Regions from separate parts of the Danio rerio genome. Here region 2 is linked to region 1. The links are chromatin contacts, called in public Micro-C maps. All regions are on one chromosome and are shown on one strand. Each heading gives the region's core, a stretch centred on a gene start, on an enhancer-like site or on the middle of the called end of the contact. The rest is flanking DNA. Distances are from core to core; before and after follow the strand shown.

Region 1 (7,051 bases), core at 2,509-5,008:
GCAGCTGCTGCAGTCTGGGGAGTAGTCTCACTCCAAATCTCCTTGAGTCAAAGTCAATGAAGGTACCGCAGTAGTGTCCCTGTCGCAGATATCACAGCGCCGCTTTCCCAGCTATTATTATGGCAGTTATTACAAATTTTACGTCCTTATTTTGCCATTATTATGTATCTTTATTAATAATGTAATATTGCCAGATTTTCTTCTTTACACAAGAAATAGAAAGCAGAAATGAGAGAGATAGAGAGAAGAGCATCCCCTTTGAAACAACATATGTCTAGAATGGAATACAAAAAAAGAAAATTAAACCTATTTAGGAACTGATTTCCATAATGCAAAGTGATGGTGAGATCAGCCAGGCTTAAAGGCAAATGCAGCTGGGAGGCTCGCAAAGCCGAGTGGAAAATTTGGTGTCTGAAACTGTAACTTGCACAGACATCCATTGTATGCCAGTGTGGTAAAAGTGTTGGGGAAAAGGGGGAAGGATTTCCTTTCCGTAAGGACTCTGGCATTCAAGGGTTTCCCTTCTCTTTATTTATGTTTTATTTTTTAGTGGAAAGGAGACTTCAATTATATAAGTCCCACTGCTTTTATTTGAGAATCCATAATGACACTGTGTGGTCAAATTATCTGGATACTTCATGCTCTCTCCTAGGTCCCTGCCAAAAGAATTAGGTCTCTGCAGCATCATTTGGAAACCTGAAAGAGACACATCACCAATGCTAAAGCTGGATATACTACTAAACATGGGGGGTTGAAACTAATAAGAATGATGTCTTATTAATATTCTTTTCAAATGCAATCTGACCCATCAATTGGCATCCATGTGCTATACCTCAAGTCACTGGCTTAACCCAAGAAGACCTCTGTCCAACTTTATGTGGTGTTAAGACGGAAGTCAATATCTAAACTAATCGACAGCAGGAAGTGGTCTGAATACTGATCACCAGTGTGGTACGATGATGTTGACTAATGTAGCCTTTTTTCCAAGTTCAGTTTATGAAATGCCAGAGTGTAACTGCTGAGAACACCATTATTGAGTACATGCCCGTCACCCTTTGCTTATTATCTGAACATACTGTAGTGATGAAGGTTTTTCTGCGGCGGAAGCTGGTCCTAGATCAGCACACCAAAGCTTATTTCTAAACAGAGCTCCTGTACTGATTATGACCTGGATAGGTGGAAAGAGACCTGGGCCATTTTGAGATAAATATAGTCCTCAAAAGCACATTGTGTTCCAGAAGCAATGGGTTTAAAGTAGGGTATTACAGAATTCTCAGAGAGAGCTTTGTTAAAACAGCTTTACTCTTTGTCCAATACAGATCTATATGTTGCATTAAGATTTTTTTAAATGATGCACATTTAGCTTTATACAGCAAATTTCCTCAGTAATGTTTTTTTATTGTCACTTTGAAACAGTGAATCTCTTAGAAGTAAAGTTTCACAAGCTAATTTTAAGAGGAGCACGTGATATGATTAATTGCAGCTGGTCTCTTATTTGAAATCATTAATAAACCAATCGGATTATTCAAAATTCACAATAAATAGCCTGTCGCGCTTTACGCCGTTATATTCGTTTTCTGAATGAACCCTTATCCACCCCATCTCCTCCCTTTCCTTCTTTACCAGGGGGAGCTCTTAAGACCTGATCTCGTACCCCCTTACATGGTCACTGTCCAGCCAGAAGCCCTGGGCTCAATTTTCTCCAAGCTCAGGGTTCTCTCCTGGGACAGCATGCCAAACCTGCTATTAATATCAAGCAATAAATAAGTGTGAACTCTTGAAAAAATGTATTTGAATTTTTCTAACTTCATCACTGTTCAATTTTTTTCTTACTTCATCACTGTACCTGACAAGGTTTGGCAAAAAGTCTAATGCCATAAATTAATAAAGTTGTGAACATGGTTTACTCATCCCAACCATGTTCTCATCCCAAGTTGTTATTGTTTCAGTATTAAACGTATATTAAACATACAGTAGTAGCTGCTACTGTTTGAGTATATGCCCCCATACCCAAAAATATTGCAAAAACCACCCTACGGCAGGTATTAAAGATTTCATTGGTCATATATATTTCAAACAACTCTCCAACGTTAAACCACTGGTCTTCAATTTAGGGACCATACAGGGCCCACTAGGGGAGTTCAATGTTACTTTAAATATTTTAAAGAAAGATAATCTTTTTGATTATCAAAAATCTTTTGTTAGCTCACATTTCTAGTTTTGTGGTGAACAATACATTCGCGCATGTCATTAGGAAATAAAAATTGTTTGCCCTTCTAATCTTTAATTGAAATCTGAAAATGCACTTCTTGTTTGTTTTCAGTTAATTCATCAGATTATGTGATTTTGAGGTAATGGGTGTGGCTATCATACTTGACCACGCCCCTCCAACTGTCAGTTTTGATAACTAACAGAAATGGGGAGCAGGAGGATCTGTTTGGTTGCAATAACTCTTCTAAATCCCATTTGCCAATCTTTCTGAATAAAATACCTACTTTACTACGTACATTCAGCTCACGGTTGTAAAAACAAGCCATGTGTTTGCTCATTTAAAAGTCTGTTTCTGGAACTGCGTCACAATATGAAAAAAAATACTTTAATATCTGTCACAATCCATGATTCCAAAAACTCTGAATTGAAGGTGTGTTCATGGCATGCTTATATTTTTATTCATATTCAAGATTTGCATCCTAATAAATTTGTAAACATTTGTAAACCGCAATTGTAAATCACATGACCCTAACTGCTGCAGAACTTTTGTTTGACCATTGTAGTTGACTTTGGAGTGAGGTTATTCATGACCCAGAAGTACAATCTGAAAAGGAACCAGCGAGGACTGGGGGAGGTTGGCGTAACTGAACTCGTGTTCAAACCAAGCTATCAAACTAAGTGTGAAAACAGTCTGAGAGGTGAAAAGTCTAGCCAGATGGGGCTGCCAGTTTCATTTATGATGCCAGATTTGACCTAACCATTACCTCACTTTCCCAATGATCTCCTATCACTTCTGCGGGCAAGGATGATGTAGCCTATAAAGTTTCTTGTTTTATCACGAGTTTAGCAGTGTATATTTTCTATATATAGGCGTTGCACAGGGACAGATGAGAAACTATGAGCCAGGAAAGAACTGGAGCACCTTGTTCTAAATCCATCTCCCCCTCTGTGCAGTTCAATGCTGCAACAATAATGTTTTTCTTGTAAGGCGGCAGCTCTCAATGCCACACATTTGAATTATTAGATGATAATTTTGCAGTTTGCAATATGAGATGTTTTGATAGCAGTGAGTGAGTGGTATATAATATAAAGATAAACTAAATCTCTAAACTGTCTATGCACAACGCTGCATATTCCTAAAGGTGTAGGCACTGTACATTAAACGCTGAAACTTTTTGTTCATGCCAAAGTACAGTATCCATCGTGGGTACTTATTTTCATTCATGACGGCCAGTTAATAGTTAATATTTTCTAGAAAGATATCAGAACTGACAAGTTTGAGCTGTGACGGTTTCTCAAGCTCACAGATGACGCGTTTGGAGGAACTCACAGTCACCTCACGAGCTTCCTTCATCCACGACAAACTGCTCATCGTTTCATTCTCCTCCTGAGACTCGGGGTATTATCAGGCTGGCGCAGTTCTCGGTTACGGCGGGCTGTCTTTTTCATACGCACACATCGAGTCGCCTTTCTCTTCTCTCAGGTGAGGCGAGCCAATAAGCGCTCGCGGACGGCGCTCAAACACGCGAGCTCACGGAAAAAGAGGCGGGAACCTCGCGCACCTTCAGAGCAGCGTGCACGCGCATCCACATCGCTCGAGCTCCGCCAGTCAGTCACAGAGCAGCAGCTTCTCACGGGCTCAAACCGGCGGCTTGCAGAAGGGGCAGGTGGACGTCCGCGCAGACTACCACCTCCGCTTGGCAGTCTGAAAGCACCTCGGTGGACATTTGGCCACTTCTCACAGCCCGTCCGCGATCTCGCTGTCATTTGTCACCAATACATGCCGTTCAAGTGCTCGTAGTAAACAGTTCCTCGAGATGGAAAACGCCCACACTAAATCTGCATCAGAAGTTTTAGCAAACTTCGGTGTGAACGAAAACACTGGACTCACGCTGGAACAAGTGAAAAATAATTTTGATAAATATGGACCGAACGGTGAGTAAACTCTCGTGTTGTTTTACATGGCTGTGTGTGTGTTTACCCGTGCCGGTGGAGTTGCTTTTACGCAGAGCACGCGTTTCCTATAGCGGAAGAAAGTTATTCTGTATAACCGTTGCCTCCCTCGTAGGGTTTTTTTATCTCCTCTGTAGAATCCAGTTAGGTGAGGTGAGGTCTCTAGTGTAGCACATTGCTGATAAGATCTTAGGAATGATGGATTACTACACAGTCTCTAAGTTTTGCACTTTTACTGACACAGTAACCTTGACATCATTAGCCACTTTGTTTTAAAGCGTGTGCCATAATTAATTCTGACTCTGAGATAAATGTGTCTACATTATTTCCTGCATAGTTTGCTAATGTAGCATAAGAATGAAGTCATATCTATTCTAGCTTGCTCTCATTTATTATAGGACATTTTCCATTCACCCCTTTTTATTACCTCTAGTTTGAATTCAGGCAAATGCAAAGTGATTTGGACTCTGTGATGTACCTGGCTGTGAGCCTCAGAGTGGAAAACCTTCTGTTGAGGTGTCTTATGCTGGAGACAGATGCAGGAGTCCTGCAGGATTTCAGACCGCTCTTATTATCAGAGCCACCAGCTTTTACCCTCAGTGTTTTTTGGCTCAAAGGCACATGTGGGGAATAGCCTTTCAAAAGGAAATATTGTTACAATAGATAATGAGCTAGATATTGTACCAGTAACTAGTATTATAGAACTTGAGAAACCTGTTTTCTACTTCCTCTAAAAAATGTTCAGGTACTAGAAACAGTGCGCATCAGGTTACGTTGCCCTACTACTGTTGGTTTCAGAAAAGCTGTTTTTCGTGATGCAAGAATGTAGTAAATATATCTGGTTTTGCTTTCTATTTCATTATGGATTTGGCTTGTATTTGTGGCACAGTCGGTGTATTTACTAAATAAGAGAGTAATTCTTGTATGAACATTTTGTGTGCTCTTAATTTTTCTCCTGAAATGATGACACTGGAAGCTTTATTTTTTTATTTTACAGCTGTGCCTCATATGAGGGTTGAGTATTTGACTGTAGTATATGACACAGCAAGTGTGAAAGTCTCAATCGCTTGTCCTATGTGTCATGGTTTTGAAAAGGTGTCTCTGGCACTCACTTTTTTTCCAGTCAGTTTTCCTTACGTTCAATTGCCTATCTATAATATACTTGACAGCAGTGCCTCTGAACACTTTTCAGTGCAAAAGGAATACATTTTGTGCATGACATTTAAAAAAATAATAATTTTCTCTCATTTTAGCTTGCTGTTGTTTAGTCATTCCACATCTCCAGTCATATTAAACTTACAAAAATTGCACGTCATTAATTTTGCTCATAGAGTAACCAAGTGCATGTCATTCAAATTGAAACATGAAATTTCCAAATGAGCATACAGAGATCTCATGTCAACTGTAATTTATTACACTAGTGACAGCGCTTGACAAGACATCAGCAATTAATAAAGAATTCCCATTGCATTTGATCTCCCTGCAGACTCTCCTGCTGCATAAGCACAATGTCCCATGACTTTCCACTTGGGTCAGTTAATGCGACAGACTCATTAACTCATTACATACACACTCAGCAACACTCAGCATCTTTGTCTTACAGGACTGCTCTCGATAACCCCACACTAGGGTTATGAAGGAGGTCATATTTATGACTGATATAATGGTATTTATACCCACACTGTTTAAAATAAGCACTCCTAAAATAGTATTTTTTTTTTTACAGCAGTGCCGCTGAAGAGCCATTTTGGCGTGATGCTTTAAAATGTTAAAGAACTTTTTAGTCAACTGTTTTTAAATTATTTTTTTCAAAATTGTTTTACAGGTTTAGTTCACCCAAAACAGAAATTCTGTTATCAATTACTCACCAATAACTTGTTCCAAATAGAGTTGTCACTATACCATAAATCCAGGCCACAATACTATACCAGCTGAAGTATCATGATCCCAAATCGAATCACGATACTGTAATAATTCATTATTCAAATCTATGAAATAAAGCAAATTGTCAGAACTTCTATATTTTTTTATTTCATATTACTTGAATTCAATTCAGAATTCCCTTATTATTGAAAACATTATTTGTACAGACTTTCTATTTTTTGTACATACTGTGACTCTTGTTGTTACTGCTATAATAAAATAAATAAATCAATCTTTGATCACACTATATGATCTGTCATGACTGCAGCAAACTACGACACATATGCAGATAGCTAAAATGAAATTAAAATAAAGTAGTCAATTGATTATTTACCAGCACAAATGTGTAAGCATTTAAGTGATTTTTTTTTCCCCCCAACCGTTAATAGTCATACTACTGTTTACAGACTACAATGGCATCTTCAGTGATTTTGGAGCCATATTATTATGGTGCTACCAAAGTAGCCGTTAATGACGATACTACCGTTTAAAGGCTACAGTGGTATCATCAGTATTTTGGAGCCACAGTATGTAATATTAACTATTGTAGAGCCGTTAATGACGATACTACCGTTTACAGGCTACAGTGGCACCGTCAGTATTTTGGAGCCATAGTATCATGGTGCTACCAAAGTAGCCATTAATGACGATACTACCGTTTACAGGCTATGTGGCACCGACAGTATTTTAGAGCCACAGTATGCAACATTAACTATTGTTGAGCTGTAATGATGATACTACCGTTTACAGACTACAGTGGCACCATCAGTATTTTGGAGCCATAGTATCATGGTGCTACCAAAGTACCGGAAAATCATGCAATCCTAGTTCAAAATCTGTATGACTTTCTTGCGTCTATTGAAAAAAGAAAATTTTTAAAGAAATTTGACTTCCATTGTAATAGTTTTTTTTTTCTACTAATAGTAGTCGGTGGTTGCAGGTTTTCAACTTTCTTTAAAATCTC
Region 2 (6,900 bases), core at 4,094-6,593, 76 kb after region 1:
TGCTTTAATACTTTGTGGTATAAATTCAAGAAGGTACTCGAAATATTTCTCAGAGGTTCTGGTCCATATTAACATGAAAGCATCACACAATTGCTGCAGGTTTGTCGGCTACACATCCATGTTGCAAATTTGGGACAGGGCATTTGCTCCAACAGAACTGCCACTCACTGAATATTTTTTTCTGTTTTGGATCATTCTCTGTAAACCCTAGAGATGTTTGTGCAAAACCCCAGTACATCAGCAATTTCTGAAATTCTCAGACCAGCCCATCTGGCACCAACAACCAAACCACATTCAAAGTCACTTAAATCACCTTTCTTCTCCATTCTGATGCTTGGTTTGAACTGCAGCAGATAGTCTTGACCATTTCTACATGCCTAAATGCATTAAGTTGCTGCCATGTGATTGGCTAATTAGAATCTTGCGTCAACAAGCAGTTAGATATGTTGGATATTAGGTGTATCTAATAAAGCGACCGTTAGTGTAAAATAGTTGTAAACATTATTTTTTATGGGTAAAAATAGGTTTTGAAAAACATGTGGCATTTTTATACATTTGTAAACATGTACTACATGTTCCTCAATAGCAAAATAAACATAAAAAACATTAAACAGGAAATTACTGTTGGGGAGTTAGGAAAGCATCTGAGAATAGCATGTAATAGTATTTGCACAAGCTTGGAAATTTGGCACTCAAGTCATCCACAGTAACGTTTATGTATACAGTATCTGACTCTGGACCTCACAACCAGTCTTACTTTAAATGGCTATATTTTTGGCAATAGCTAAAAATATATTGTATGGGTCCAAAGGATATATTTTGCTTGTACAGTATGTCAAAAATCATTAGAATATTAAGTAAAGGTCATATTTTATAAATATATTGTGTAACTATATCATAAAGAGGATGCTTTAAAAAGGATTTTCTAAATATTTAGATACATTTGAACCCATATTTTAAATGTTTTAGATATTTTCAAACATAGTGTTATCCTAACCAACCATTACGTCAATTGAAAGTTTATTTATTCAGCATAATTTTAAAAAGACAGCTATGACTGGTTTTGTTGTCCAGGGTTTTATACTGTATATCACTTTATCCTGTAGATAAGCAGCTTTACAGTATTAAACAACAGTGTTTTATATTTTTCCTAACAGTCATTACTTGAGAGCTGAAAATGTCCACATCAAATCCTAAAACAGATTACAAATATCTAGTTATACAGAGTCTGCGCACTTTTTCCTCATCCTATTATTTCTATTATTATTTTCTTGATTTCATTCATTCATTTTCCTTCGGCTTAGTCTCTGTTTCAGAGGTCACCACGGTGGAATGAACCACCAGCAATTTCAGCATATGTTTTATGCAGCTGATGCCACTCCCCCCGTTCCCCCGCAACCCAGTACTGGGAAACCGTTTTCTTTCATCTTAATTTGACATTTTCTAGCTGAATATGTGGGTAAATACTTCATGCAGTGAGTGGTAATGGAGAGTTGTGGGTAAAGTATGTTTGGAGAACTGTAAAGGTTTCTGTAAAGTTATAGGGCTGACGTGAAGGCCTGTAAATACCTAAAGATGACATTACAACCAAGCAGAGCTTTTTCACTTCACAAACATGCAGGAAGTCAAGCTTTCCAATGTCAAAGAGTACGCTGCTATAGTAGACAGGCAACTGGAACTAATTTTCTTCCTTTTCCTCCTCTTTCCCAGTTGACAGTGTCTGTTTGCACGGTGTTTGAGTGTGGAAATCGAGCGGCACAGATTCCTGCGTCTTGTAAGACCACAAAAATAGAGCTTTTTCAGAAAAGAGAACCATGCTGCTTTCGCAACCTCTGGTTAGCATCAGCTCGTCTCATGCTGTAATATTCCTAATATACCATTTAATGCTATCCTTAAAGCACTAGATGCAGCATAGATGCAAAGAAATGGCACAGTGTCTGTACCAGAAGTTGCTCAATACTTTGGTCACTTTATAAAGTCACTTTTTTTATCTGAAAGACTTGTTTTCTACAAAGCACGCTAACTCAATAATCCATTTATTTTAAGGGCTTAAGGGCATGATGCAGTGTTCTGATTGCTGCTGCCTGCTGCTCGCTTTGTGTTTTCCACAATTAAGTTTTGTGTGTGTGCGTCCTTTTCAAACAGGAAGCAGAAGTACTGCGGAGCCCTGAAAGTTTTACAGTTAACTGCTTCATTAACTCTTTAATCAGACACATGTAATGGAGTCTTGCTCCGAGTGAAGTCACGCCAAGAGAATGTTTTTCCCTTTGCGCTTGTGTATGTTTAAGATGATTGTTTTTAGGTGCCTCGTTTTGAGTGCTGACTGCATAACCTATTTTTGGAATTTGTTTGTGTGTATATTTTACTGTCTATGCTATTATTGAAACCGACCGCAGTGGCTTTCAATCATGATAAAACACATTTCAGCAAGTCCACCTACTGCATAATCACTATTTACGGTGGCTCGTAAGATTCGGGACTCATTTTTCCTCATTCCCAGCGTGCACTTCCATTTCAGAGCTGTCAACCGAACTGAAAGTTAGGGTCTGCGATCAATGGCATTGGCTAAATTGGCTTTATTATGAGTTTCATTCCACCATCCACCTGTTTCATACACTGGAGGAACAGGATGGTGAGGAAATAACATCTCTTCTTTTCTTTTTTTCTCCTGAAACTCGCCCAGGGCTGCAACTACGCCTGCTGCCTCATTTCAGCATGATAAATGTCATGACAAAGACTCTGACAAAAACACTGAAGCATTGCATTATGGGTTTGGCCAATGTTGTCAGCTGAACTCATCCTCACCTCTTGTGTCGTCCAGCTCTTTTTGTTGGTGTTTACTCTAGGAACCAGAATCACTTGATTTTCTTCATTCATGCAGTAGAATTTTGCCACAAAGACAACACAAAACTGTGCAGCGTCTGGGGTTAATTATCATAAAATTGGATAAATGTCAGCCAGAACATGGGTAAAGCGATTGGTTACACTCTTGTCCACTCCTCTGTTTTGATTGGGTCCAGTGAAAGCAGACGTTTCTGTAGGAGGCAGTGGTTTATTGTAGACAGTGTTGTCTGTTGGCAGTTGTGTGCTGGTTCAGAGAGACAAGCTCATGCCAGGCCACTAAACACAGGAACCTCCCACCGCCAGTGCATTATGATGTAATTGCTCTCCCTCTGATTGGACGCAGGATGAGGGAAACCCCAGCGCTGATTGGGTGGAGTCATAACTGTCTGTTGATGGTTGTTTTCTTTTCTTCTTTTCTGTTTTTTATGTAGTTGAGGTTTGTAGCTGTTGTCATATGCTGATGAGAACTTTTTTGTTTTAAATCATGTTTTAGTATCCACAGATCTCTTCGTTGTTTTCCAACTTATACTGCAATAGCCACTTTTCATTGGTAAACTTATGGCCTGCAAATTAAAAGGAAATTAATGAAAAATATCTACAGTATATTATTTAGTTTCTAGCTTTAATATTATTTTCAGTCAGTCTGTTTGATAGTAGAAACTACTTTGAACATTATTATTATTATCATCGATATTAATATTGTTATTATTATTTATATTATTATTATTATTAGTAGTAGTAGTAGTACAGTAGTAGTATTATCATTATTATTATAATCATTATCATCAGTATTATTCTTATCATTATTATTATAATCATAATCATTATTATTATTTTATTATCATCAATATCATCATCATTATTATTATTAGTTCTATTGTTATTATTATCATCTTTATTATTATTATCATGGTTATTATAATCATTATCATTATTATTATCATATTATTGTTATCATTATCATTATTACCATAATCATCATCTGTGTTATTATTATTATTATCATCATTATTATCATTAATAGCATCATTATTATCATAATTATTATTGTTGTTGTTATTATTATTATTATTATTAATAATAATAATATCATTATTATCATCATCATTATTATTATCATCATTATTATCATTAATAGCATCATTATTATCATAATTATTATTGTTGTTGTTATTATTATTATTATTATTAATAATAATAATAATATCATTATTATCATCATCATTATTATTATCATCATTATGATTATTATCATTACTATCATTATTATTATTATCATTATTATAATTATTGTCATATATATTATGATTATTATTATTATCATTATTATTATTATTATTATAATCATCACCATCCTCATTATTATTATTAATAATATTGTCATCAAAATCATCATCATTATTAGAATTATCTTTATTGTTATCATTGTTATCAATATATTATTAACACTAAACTTTTGTTTGAAGTAATGGCTGCTTAAAATTCAACTCCACCATCAAAGGATCAAAATATATTTTAAAAAAAATATATTAAAAGCATTTAATTTATTTAACAAATTACTATTTATTTTACATAAACATTTTTTAAAATATTACTCCCTACAAGCCATTGATCACTTTGAACACTTTGAACAAGTTTCAAAAATGAATTGACAAAACTTTCACCCAAACTATTTTATCGTTGTTTAAAATAAACAAACAAACAAACAAATGCATGTTTTGGTCCCAAAAAGGCTGGTGACTTTTCTGGTCAGTGGATCATCCTTATTCAACCTCAATTTATGTTCAAATAACACAAAATATTGAATCATCTTGATATTACGAGTGTAGTCTCCTTAAAATAATTTAGATATGAGATCCTTTTCGAATCATCATGAACAACGGGTTGAAAAAAGTCAAATACAGTAGATTGATTGTCCAAGAGAAGAGCGAATCCTGAAGTGCATCTCCTCTCTCTGGTGTCTCCTCTAGATGTTTGTGGTCAATAAAGCTGATGACAGCAGCTGCTCCCTGCACGAGTTCACCATCAGCGGCTCAACATACGCTCCAGAGGGAGAAGTGTAAGAGTACACAAACACACACATTCTCATCCTTCCCAAAATATCTGCTCAGTTCGACCCAAAATCCTGGATACTAACTTTGTATTTCCATCACTTGATCTTGCATTGACTGTGTCTCGCTCAGGCTGAAAGCTGACAAGCAGGTGCAGTGTGGAGATTATGATGGCCTGGTGGAACTGGCTACTATTTGCTCCCTGTGCAACGACTCCTCGCTGGACTATAATGAGGTCAGTAACGTGTGCTTGAATCTTCTCCTTACAATATTTACCTTTCTGGTTTCAACAATGTGCCTCATTCGGTATTTTCAAGTCCTGTTCTGCTCTTAGAAGTGTTCACTCTGCTGAACGACAGCTTATTAATTTGCTTGTTTTGTACCTCTGCCTTGCATTTCTCACCTCTGTGCCATTGCCATGGTATCGTGTTTACAGCGTTACGTAATATCATTTATACTCTGTGGTTGTCAGGTTGGGTAAAGGACAGCCGCAAGTTAAGACAAGCCGGAGATTTTTAAAACGTGTTTTTGTTGTTGAAGGAAGCTCTGATCTAATGTTGAAGAGTTTAAGGTCATCGCTAGAGTAATAATAAATGGCACTGGTTGTTGTAACTAGCGAGGTGTTTGAACACAGTTGTACTCTCAGTGTATTCCGGCCATGTTTTGATAAATATGATAAATGGTTCACTATCTGATCAAATGTCATGTTCCTCTACCACAGCAGACTCCTTCCTGGAATAATGCAAATATTTCTAAAGAGAGAGTCATGAAGTGAACTGTGAACTTTAGAGGCTTGAATAAACTGTGAGAGATAGATGGTTTTGGAAGTCATGAAAATTTAAAATAAACCACTAACAGGCTATAACAAAGCTTCATTTATGAACATTGTTTAACTACATTAATAAATATGAACTAACAATGAAAACAGTTCAAAATCATTTGTGAATCTAAATCTTTCTTTTTTTATAACACATTCTTTAAAAAATATTTGTTAATGGATTGAACTTAGCTAAAATGATCTAATCATAAACATAAGTTCATAAATATTTATTGAATAAATAGTGTAACTAATAAATTACAAGATTTCATTAAGTAGTTAGTTAATGCTTTCACTGTTTTTACAATATCTTTACCAAACGTTATCTACAGTAAATAGCTGTAAACCAATTCTATAGGAAATATCAGTTTGAATATTCATTGTGCATTCTAAAATATTTACTGGTAAAAAAAAAAAGTCGCCACAGTGGAATGAACCACTAGCTTACCCAGCACATGTTTTACACAGCCAATGCCCTTCCAGCTGCAACCCACCACTGGGAAACTTTCACACAAAACTTATTTACACACACACTACAGAAAATTGTGCCTTCCCAATTCACCTATACCACATGTCTTTGGACTGTGGGGGAAACCAGAGCACCCGGTGGAAACCCACAGGAATGCGGGGAGAACATGCAAATTACACACAGAAATGCCAACTGACCCAGCCGGGGCTCGAACCAGTGACCCTCTATCTGTGAGCCGATTGTGCTAGCCAACTGCGCCACTGTGCTGCCTTGATTATTACATCTAATTAAAATGTTCCACATGTTAAATCACTTTATGTTTTTGGTTTCGTTGGTGCATTACAAACTTTAATAAGTGAAATCTGTAAATTCTAAAGATTGGTACTTACAATTAAACTAAATTAAAATCTTTGAACTTTGAAATGATTTGCATTAACAAATAATGATCACTAAAATTTTGATGTCTTTTTTTTTCCAATTCAAATTTAATTTAGCACAAGTGACAATATAAACATGTTACATAAATTTGTATCTTGACCTATTTAACATTTTATTAATCATGTAGTCTGAAAACCAAATCAAATAATAATAAATGTTTATTATGAACCAAACAGGAAATTAAAATGACATTTGAAGGATCATGTGGAATTGAAACTTTAGTAATGATGTTGAAAATTCAGTTTATGCAGGAAAAATATTTATTTTATAAAATATATTAA

What was found. Hi-C and Micro-C count contacts between places; a contact is called where the count stands out from the background.
Region 2: a contact with region 1 is called in a Micro-C map of caudal fin, with 7 times the contacts expected there. The contact joins the enhancer-like site here to the promoter of atp2a3 in region 1. A contact is called at or near these places in 3 of 18 Hi-C or Micro-C datasets (caudal fin, hematopoietic stem cells and an unstated tissue).

Annotation. Positions count from the first base shown.
Region 1 is chr5:31,780,151-31,787,201 of GRCz12tu, forward strand. atp2a3 (ATPase sarcoplasmic/endoplasmic reticulum Ca2+ transporting 3) reads left to right here and starts at 3,759. Exons shown (of 21, transcript XM_692016.11): 1 at 3,759-4,146. The coding sequence starts at 4,029.
Region 2 is chr5:31,854,823-31,861,722 of GRCz12tu, forward strand. atp2a3 (ATPase sarcoplasmic/endoplasmic reticulum Ca2+ transporting 3) reads left to right here. Exons shown (of 21, transcript XM_692016.11): 9 at 4,815-4,903; 10 at 5,028-5,130. Among named protein-coding and RNA genes, the nearest start is that of atp2a3, 74 kb to the left of the region's middle. Within about 2 kb of position 5,344, at least 3 of the 62 cell types and tissues checked have an H3K27ac peak or open chromatin away from gene starts, as enhancers often do. A contact at or near this core is called in caudal fin, where this site is marked.